Regions from separate parts of the Sus scrofa genome. Here region 2 is linked to region 1. The links are chromatin contacts, called in public HiChIP or PLAC-seq maps. All regions are on one chromosome and are shown on one strand. Each heading gives the region's core, a stretch centred on a gene start, on an enhancer-like site or on the middle of the called end of the contact. The rest is flanking DNA. Distances are from core to core; before and after follow the strand shown.

Region 1 (3,037 bases), core at 139-2,638:
AGGTAATTCGAAAGTTGTTTGGACCAGGGCTCAGGACTCCCAACCTCGTGGTAGGCACTCAAGCCAAGGGTGTTAAGTGATAATTTCGTGCTGAGTAATGGTGTTAAAAAGAGGCCCAAAATTAAGCCCCACCAAGATTTAACACTTAAACCTAATTGCATTTTCAGCCTCTACCAGGAGTAGAAACTTAAACAATCAGTCTCTAATTTCCTGAACAACACTATTGGGGTAATCGGCCTGATAAGACCCCTTGCCTTTCTAAAAGGGAATATGACCTACCGCGATACAATCCACTTTCTTCTGTCTATTAAAAATCTCCTATTTCGTACTGCTTCTCGGATTGCCTTTCTATTTACTAGATAGGATGCTGCCTGATTTATAAATTGTTTAATAAAGCCAACTAGATTTTCAGTTGAATTTTGAAATCTAGCCAACTAGATTTTCAATTGTCTTTTAACAGTGTTGAGTCGTGTTGAAGTAGGGTTAAAGAAATGACTGAATTGTTAAGTGTGACCTTTTCTTTTATTGTTTTTCCAACTTCCTGAACAAAAATCCAAAAGGAGAGCAACTACAGTGGATGATGAATATTCGCCGATGCCTTCCACATGTCTTTGGGTTAAAAAAAAAAAAAAAAAAAATCCATGCAGGACTGAGTTCATCTTCCTGACACACACAATGCACTTAGGCCCTGAGAAAAGAGGAAAGCTCTATGGCCGCCACGGTGAGACCAGAGCAGAAGGTGAGAGGACAGTGGTCAGTGAGTAAGACGCCGAAATATGACACCAAGGAGCTGAAACGACTCTCTAGTCCACTAGAAACGTGACTCCCGAAGAGGCACTTACCCAGAGAGCTCCTGGAAAGTGAAGGCGGTCGGGCCCACTAAACCAAGAGAATTTGCGCCCGACCGCGTCAACAAGGTACTTTGAAATCACCTGGGGGAACGACGTGCTAGACAAGCATAAAACGGTCAGTGCAGGAGCAGCTAGCCCAGGTTCACGAAAGCACTGGGCCCAAGAAGCCTAGTCAGGGAGAGGGGAGGGGTGAGGAGAACCTTGACGTGCAGCCGCTGGCCCGGTCACCGCCCCGGAACGGAGCCGACGCCCGAGGGAGAGAAGGGGAGGGAAAAGGAGGCGAGGGGCGGGACAGACATCGGGGCGGGACTCCCGCCGGCCGCACGGCCTGCCCAGTCCCGGAAGGAACAGAGCCAAGGAACCGGGCATCAGCCCTACCTGCAGCGAGCCGACGTCGCTGCCCCTGCCGCTGCCACAACCGCTGCTGGGCTCCCAATCTCGCACCCCTAGGGTGGCCAACGCTGCCCGCTCCCACCAAACACCTGGCGGCCACAGCTCCAAAGCCCGCGCCGCTGACGTCAGGCTGACGTCAGACGTGACGCTGCGGCGGGGCGGGAGCAGGGACGGCGAAGGAGGGCGTTTCCGGAGCACGCGCCGGGCGGGGGCCGCTGACGTCGGGCTCAGGTGCGCGCGCCCGCCCGCACGCGGCCCAGGTGGTGGCCCGCAGCTCCAGGTGGCGGCCTGCAGCGGTGAGGGGGGCAACCGGCAGTGCGTTCTCAAGCTGTCCGGGTGGCGCGGGGGACCGGGCTAGGGCCGGGGCTAGGGGACCGGTGGGAAGGCGCCTCGGCTTGCACTCACGTGATGGGCGGGGAGGTTGGGGTGGGGGCGGCGAGCTGGGTGGGCCCGGGCCCCCAGGGCGAGGCGTATTGTCTGGCCCCACCCCTCGCGGGCCTGCCAGTCGCTGCGCAGGACCTTCCCTAGGGCTGGGACCAGACTCGCCGCGCCGCTTACCCGCGCCACCCGGTCCCCCGCGGCGGCCGGCCGGACTGCCGGAGCTGACAGGAGTTGTCTCCTCGTAGGGCTGCGCCGAGAGGGCGAGAATCCGCACTTGCCGGGGGAGCTGCGCCCGCCTCGGCCCCTTGGGGCCCCACCGCGCCCGAGGGGATGGAGAACCTCCCCCGAGACCCCAGCACGGCCCGCGATCCCACTCTGGCCGGCCCTCGCTAGCTGCTCGAAATCTGCGTTTTATCCACCACCTAGGCCTTGTCTCCTGAGTCAGTGGCGTTGTGGTTCGAAAGAAATGGAAGAAAAGGAGCGATGTGACCGATTCCGTTCGGTCCTCCTGCCTTGAGGCCTGGTTGGCATTTGCAGAAAGGAAAATACAGCAAGAAAATTGTAGGGTTTTTGGAGGGGGTGGAAGAGGAAGGTAGAAGAGGGGAAACAAGGACTTAGGTTTTATATGAATTTCTAAAACTTCTGCACTTTGACAGCGGTGGCGAAATACACTAAACCTTACCTTTCTATTGAGAAGAGAGAGAGGGAAATTATTTTTCCTTTTGATTCCAACCTTTTCTCTCCGTGACAAGGCATAAATCATGGACACCAGAAACTAAGGTGGACCTCAGGAATTCTGAAAAGACTGAGAAGCTTATATTCCTCCTCAGGAGGGAAGGGTAGGGTGTTTTTAGCCCTCTCTGGAACTTAAAACAAAAAACATGAGTTGCGTGCCATGGAAAGGAGACAAGGCCAAATCTGAATCATTGGAGCTGCCCCAGGCAGCACCCCCACAAATCTACCATGAGAAACAGCGCAGGGAGCTTTGTGCTCTGCATGCCCTCAATAACGTCTTCCAGGACAGCAATGCCTTCACCCGGGAAACGCTGCAAGAGATTTTCCAGAGGTAGGGGACCCTTTCTTTCTGGCATCTTTATACCTTTTTATTTTATTTATTTATTTATTTTTGCTGTTTCCGAATTTCTGTTTGTGGGGTAATGTCTCTGCTGCATAAACCTTCAAACCAACAGGCATTATTAGGTAGCTGTTGTTAGCAGGTATAAGGGTCACAGGAATGGGAAAGAGACTCATTACCATATATATTGAGCACTTACCATGGGCTAGGCCCAGTGCTGAGAGCCTCAGTTGTTATTGCAAGGGATCCTCTCTACAGTCTGTTGGAATGTGTTGTTTCCATTTAACGCACAAAGACGGAGCTCAGAGTAGTTCAGTCATTTGCCCAAGGTAACATA
Region 2 (3,037 bases), core at 322-2,821, 370 kb after region 1:
CAGGTCCTCAGCTAGCTCCTCAGGTCCAGCCATCAGCAAGTAGGTCTGTCTGACTAGCCCCACCTGTGAACTGAAACCACCAGGAGGCCAGAAACCAGCTCCACCCCAACCTTAGGTTCTCACCCTCCCTGACCCAGCAGGTACAACCTCTAGAGCCCAGACCAGTCAGAGCAATAGCCACCAAAGGGAGGAAGCCTGTATCCCTTTCTACCTCCAACCTTCCCTGTGGGTTTTTCTGGCCCTTCCTGTTTCTCCTGAGGCTGAGGTGTTGGGCAACCCTGGGGATGAAGGAGAGTCTCAAAGGGAGGGTCTGTCTTCCCCAGGCAGCCGGAAAACCTGGGGACAAGGACCTGGGTGCCAGCCCACATTGTTGCCAGACCCACCAGGGTGCTGGGCCCAGGAGTGGCTCCCTCACCCCCTCCCGCAGCTGAGCCTGGTGGCATCTTTCATGTTTCACCCCACCCTGTGGCTGAAGGCGCCGGCTCTGGGCGGGGGACAAATATCTCCGTCACATGGTCGTGGCCCTGGGAAACTCCAGGGAGAGCAAGGGCCCGGCTGCCGCCGGTCAGTAGGAAGGGGACAGAATTCCCGGACCCCTTGTAACTATGGACTGGGCCGCTTCCCTCGCTCAGTTCTTACTCCGTGTTTATTCCAGCGGGCACACTCTCTCCGAGGTATAGTCGGCTGGTACACAGGCCCCAGGGTCCTCACCCGCCTGAGAGCGCCCGGACACACACCATCAATCTCTCTCTCCCCCCCCCCCACTCCCTCCAAGGTACGCGGCACACGCACCGGGCAGGATACCCAGAACGCTGGCCAGGAAACACACACGCACGCCCGCCCTTCGGACGTAAACAAACCGCGCACGCACCGCCCGCGGGCACCAGTCCAGGGACTGTTCTCACAGAGTCACGTACTTGCACTCACCGCCCCCCGCCCCGCCTGGGCGGACGCTGACGCTCGCTGGCCCGCGCTGCCCCTTCCTGCCCGGCTTCTCCGCCGGGGGGCCCGCGCCCCCAAAAGGGGCCCGTCCCCCCGGACCGGCCAAACTTGCTTCGGCCGCGTCACGGTCCCACCGGACCTCTGCCTCCTGCCCCTCTCTCCCCATGCCAGCCGTCCCGGCGAGGTGTCTGCGGGAGCACCGACGGAATGGACCCCGGCGCTCCGCCCCAGGCACGTTCCGGGGTCGCGGAGACCTCGCCGCCTCGGGGCCCCGCGCGCCCGTCCGGCTTCGGAACCCGCGACTCTCACCCGACTCTCGGCCTGCTTCGCCTGGCGTCCCGGGCACGCGTGGGTCCCGCTGCTGTCCCAGCTGCTGTCCTGGCCCGAACCCTGCTCCGTCTCCCCTTTGGTCCCAATCGCAGGTCGCTTTGAGCCCAGCTCCAGCGAGAGCCGCGCGGAGTTTTGTTGTGGGGCGGGCAGCGCTGGGGGCCGCGCAGAGTTGTAAGGCGAGCTTCCCGGAATTACTCACTCACAGGATTCCTTTCATTCATAAAAACCCAGTCATGCGCTGACGTCACCGCGCCGGCCGCCCCCCAGCCCCTGGAGCGGCCTCCCGGCTCCTCAGCCCCGCCCCCACCAGCTCCTCCCCGGCAAAGACCACGCCCACACCCAGGCCCCGCCCCCTGGAGTCTCAATCCCAGTTAGAGCGCTGGCTGGGGGCGTTCACGTGACACCTCACCAGAGCTGCGCGGGTGAAGGTGTCATTTGTCTCATTTTACAGTCCACAGTCCTGGGCCTCTTCTCCTTTCGACCTACACACTCTGCCTTAATGATCTCATCTGGTCTCGTGGTTTTAAATGCCATCTATAAGCTCTGGAGCCCCAAATTTGTATTTCCAGAGCAAACAGCTTCTCTAAATTCCAGACTGAATCCAACTGCCCACTCAGCTCCGACATGTGGGTACCAGATGGGGACTGCATATACCCAGAATCCCACTCCTGAGCATCAACCTTACCTCAGCATCCTACACCCCCAGTTTCCACCATCTCAGCTGTTCTAGCCCAGACCCAGGAGTCTTGCTCCACCCCTTTCTCCTTCCTCACTTCCCCCCAGTCAGGCTGGCTCTACCTCCAACACTACCTGCATCTGACCCCACCTCTGGTCCTACTACCTGACCCAGGGACCATCAACTTACCTGGACAATAGCCACAGCCCCCTGAGAGCTTCCTCGCTTTGTCCCTACAGGGCTTCTTCACATCTCAGACCATGTTCTTCTCAAAATGAAAAAATGAGACTGTTTCACACACTCCCACCCTCTGGCTGAACACCCTCAAAAGTTCCCCTTTGCGTTTAGGATATAAACTCGACTCCTTCCCTTGGCCTCCAGCCATCTGGCCTCTCCCCAGCTCTGCAGCCTCACCTCCTGTCACCTTCCTGGCACCACTACTCTTCAGACACACGGCCCTTCTTACTGTTCCTCAAACACACCAAGCTCATTCCTGCCACAGGTCCTTTGCACTTGCTCTTTCCTCTTCTGTTCACTGCCTGGCTCTTTCTCATCTTTCAGGTCAGCTCAGATGTCACTGCCTCAGAGAGACCTTTCCTGAAAGCCCCCACCTCTGAAATTTTTTTTTTTTTTTTTGTTAGGGCCATACCCGTGGCATATGGAGGTTCCCAGGCTAGGGGTCCAATGGGAGCTATAGCTGCCAGCTGACACCACAGCCACAGCAACATGGGATTGGAGCCGTGTCTGCAACCTACACCACAGCTCATGGCAATGCCAGATCCTTAACCCACTGAGAGAGGCCAGGGATCGAACCCTTGTCCTCATGGTTCCTAGTCGGATTCATTAACCACTGAGCCACGACGAGAACCCCTGAAATTCGTTTTTATATTAACTTAATATCTCCATGGGGTATTATCTTGCTTATTTGCTTATTGTTCAGGTCTGTCTTCAATCAGAATGCAAGTTTCATGTAAGTAGACCCTTGTCTATCTTGCTGACCACTGCATGTCCTGTGCCTAGCACAGTAAGCCCTCAATAAATGCACGTTGAAGAAATAAATGAGTGACAGTCCAGAGAGGTAAAGTGACT

The links. HiChIP or PLAC-seq counts read pairs in DNA pulled down with a chosen protein or histone mark.
Region 2: an H3K27ac HiChIP or PLAC-seq map of alveolar macrophages shows a contact between it and region 1. The contact joins the promoter of MAFF here to the promoter of GTPBP1 in region 1. A contact is called at or near these places in 1 of 47 Hi-C or Micro-C datasets (liver) and 2 of 2 datasets of contacts at active chromatin or transcription factors (alveolar macrophages and skeletal muscle).

What each region holds. Positions count from the first base shown.
Region 1 is chr5:9,320,804-9,323,840 of Sscrofa11.1, forward strand. It overlaps GTPBP1 (GTP-binding protein 1), which reads right to left and starts at 1,389. Exons shown (of 12, transcript XM_021091480.1): 1 at 1-1,389. It overlaps JOSD1 (josephin-1), which reads left to right and starts at 1,129. Exons shown (of 5, transcript XM_013988199.2): 1 at 1,129-1,540; 2 at 1,871-2,691. The coding sequence starts at 2,507.
Region 2 is chr5:9,694,557-9,697,593 of Sscrofa11.1, forward strand. It overlaps MAFF (transcription factor MafF), which reads right to left and starts at 1,572. Exons shown (of 3, transcript XM_001924465.4): 1 at 1,252-1,572.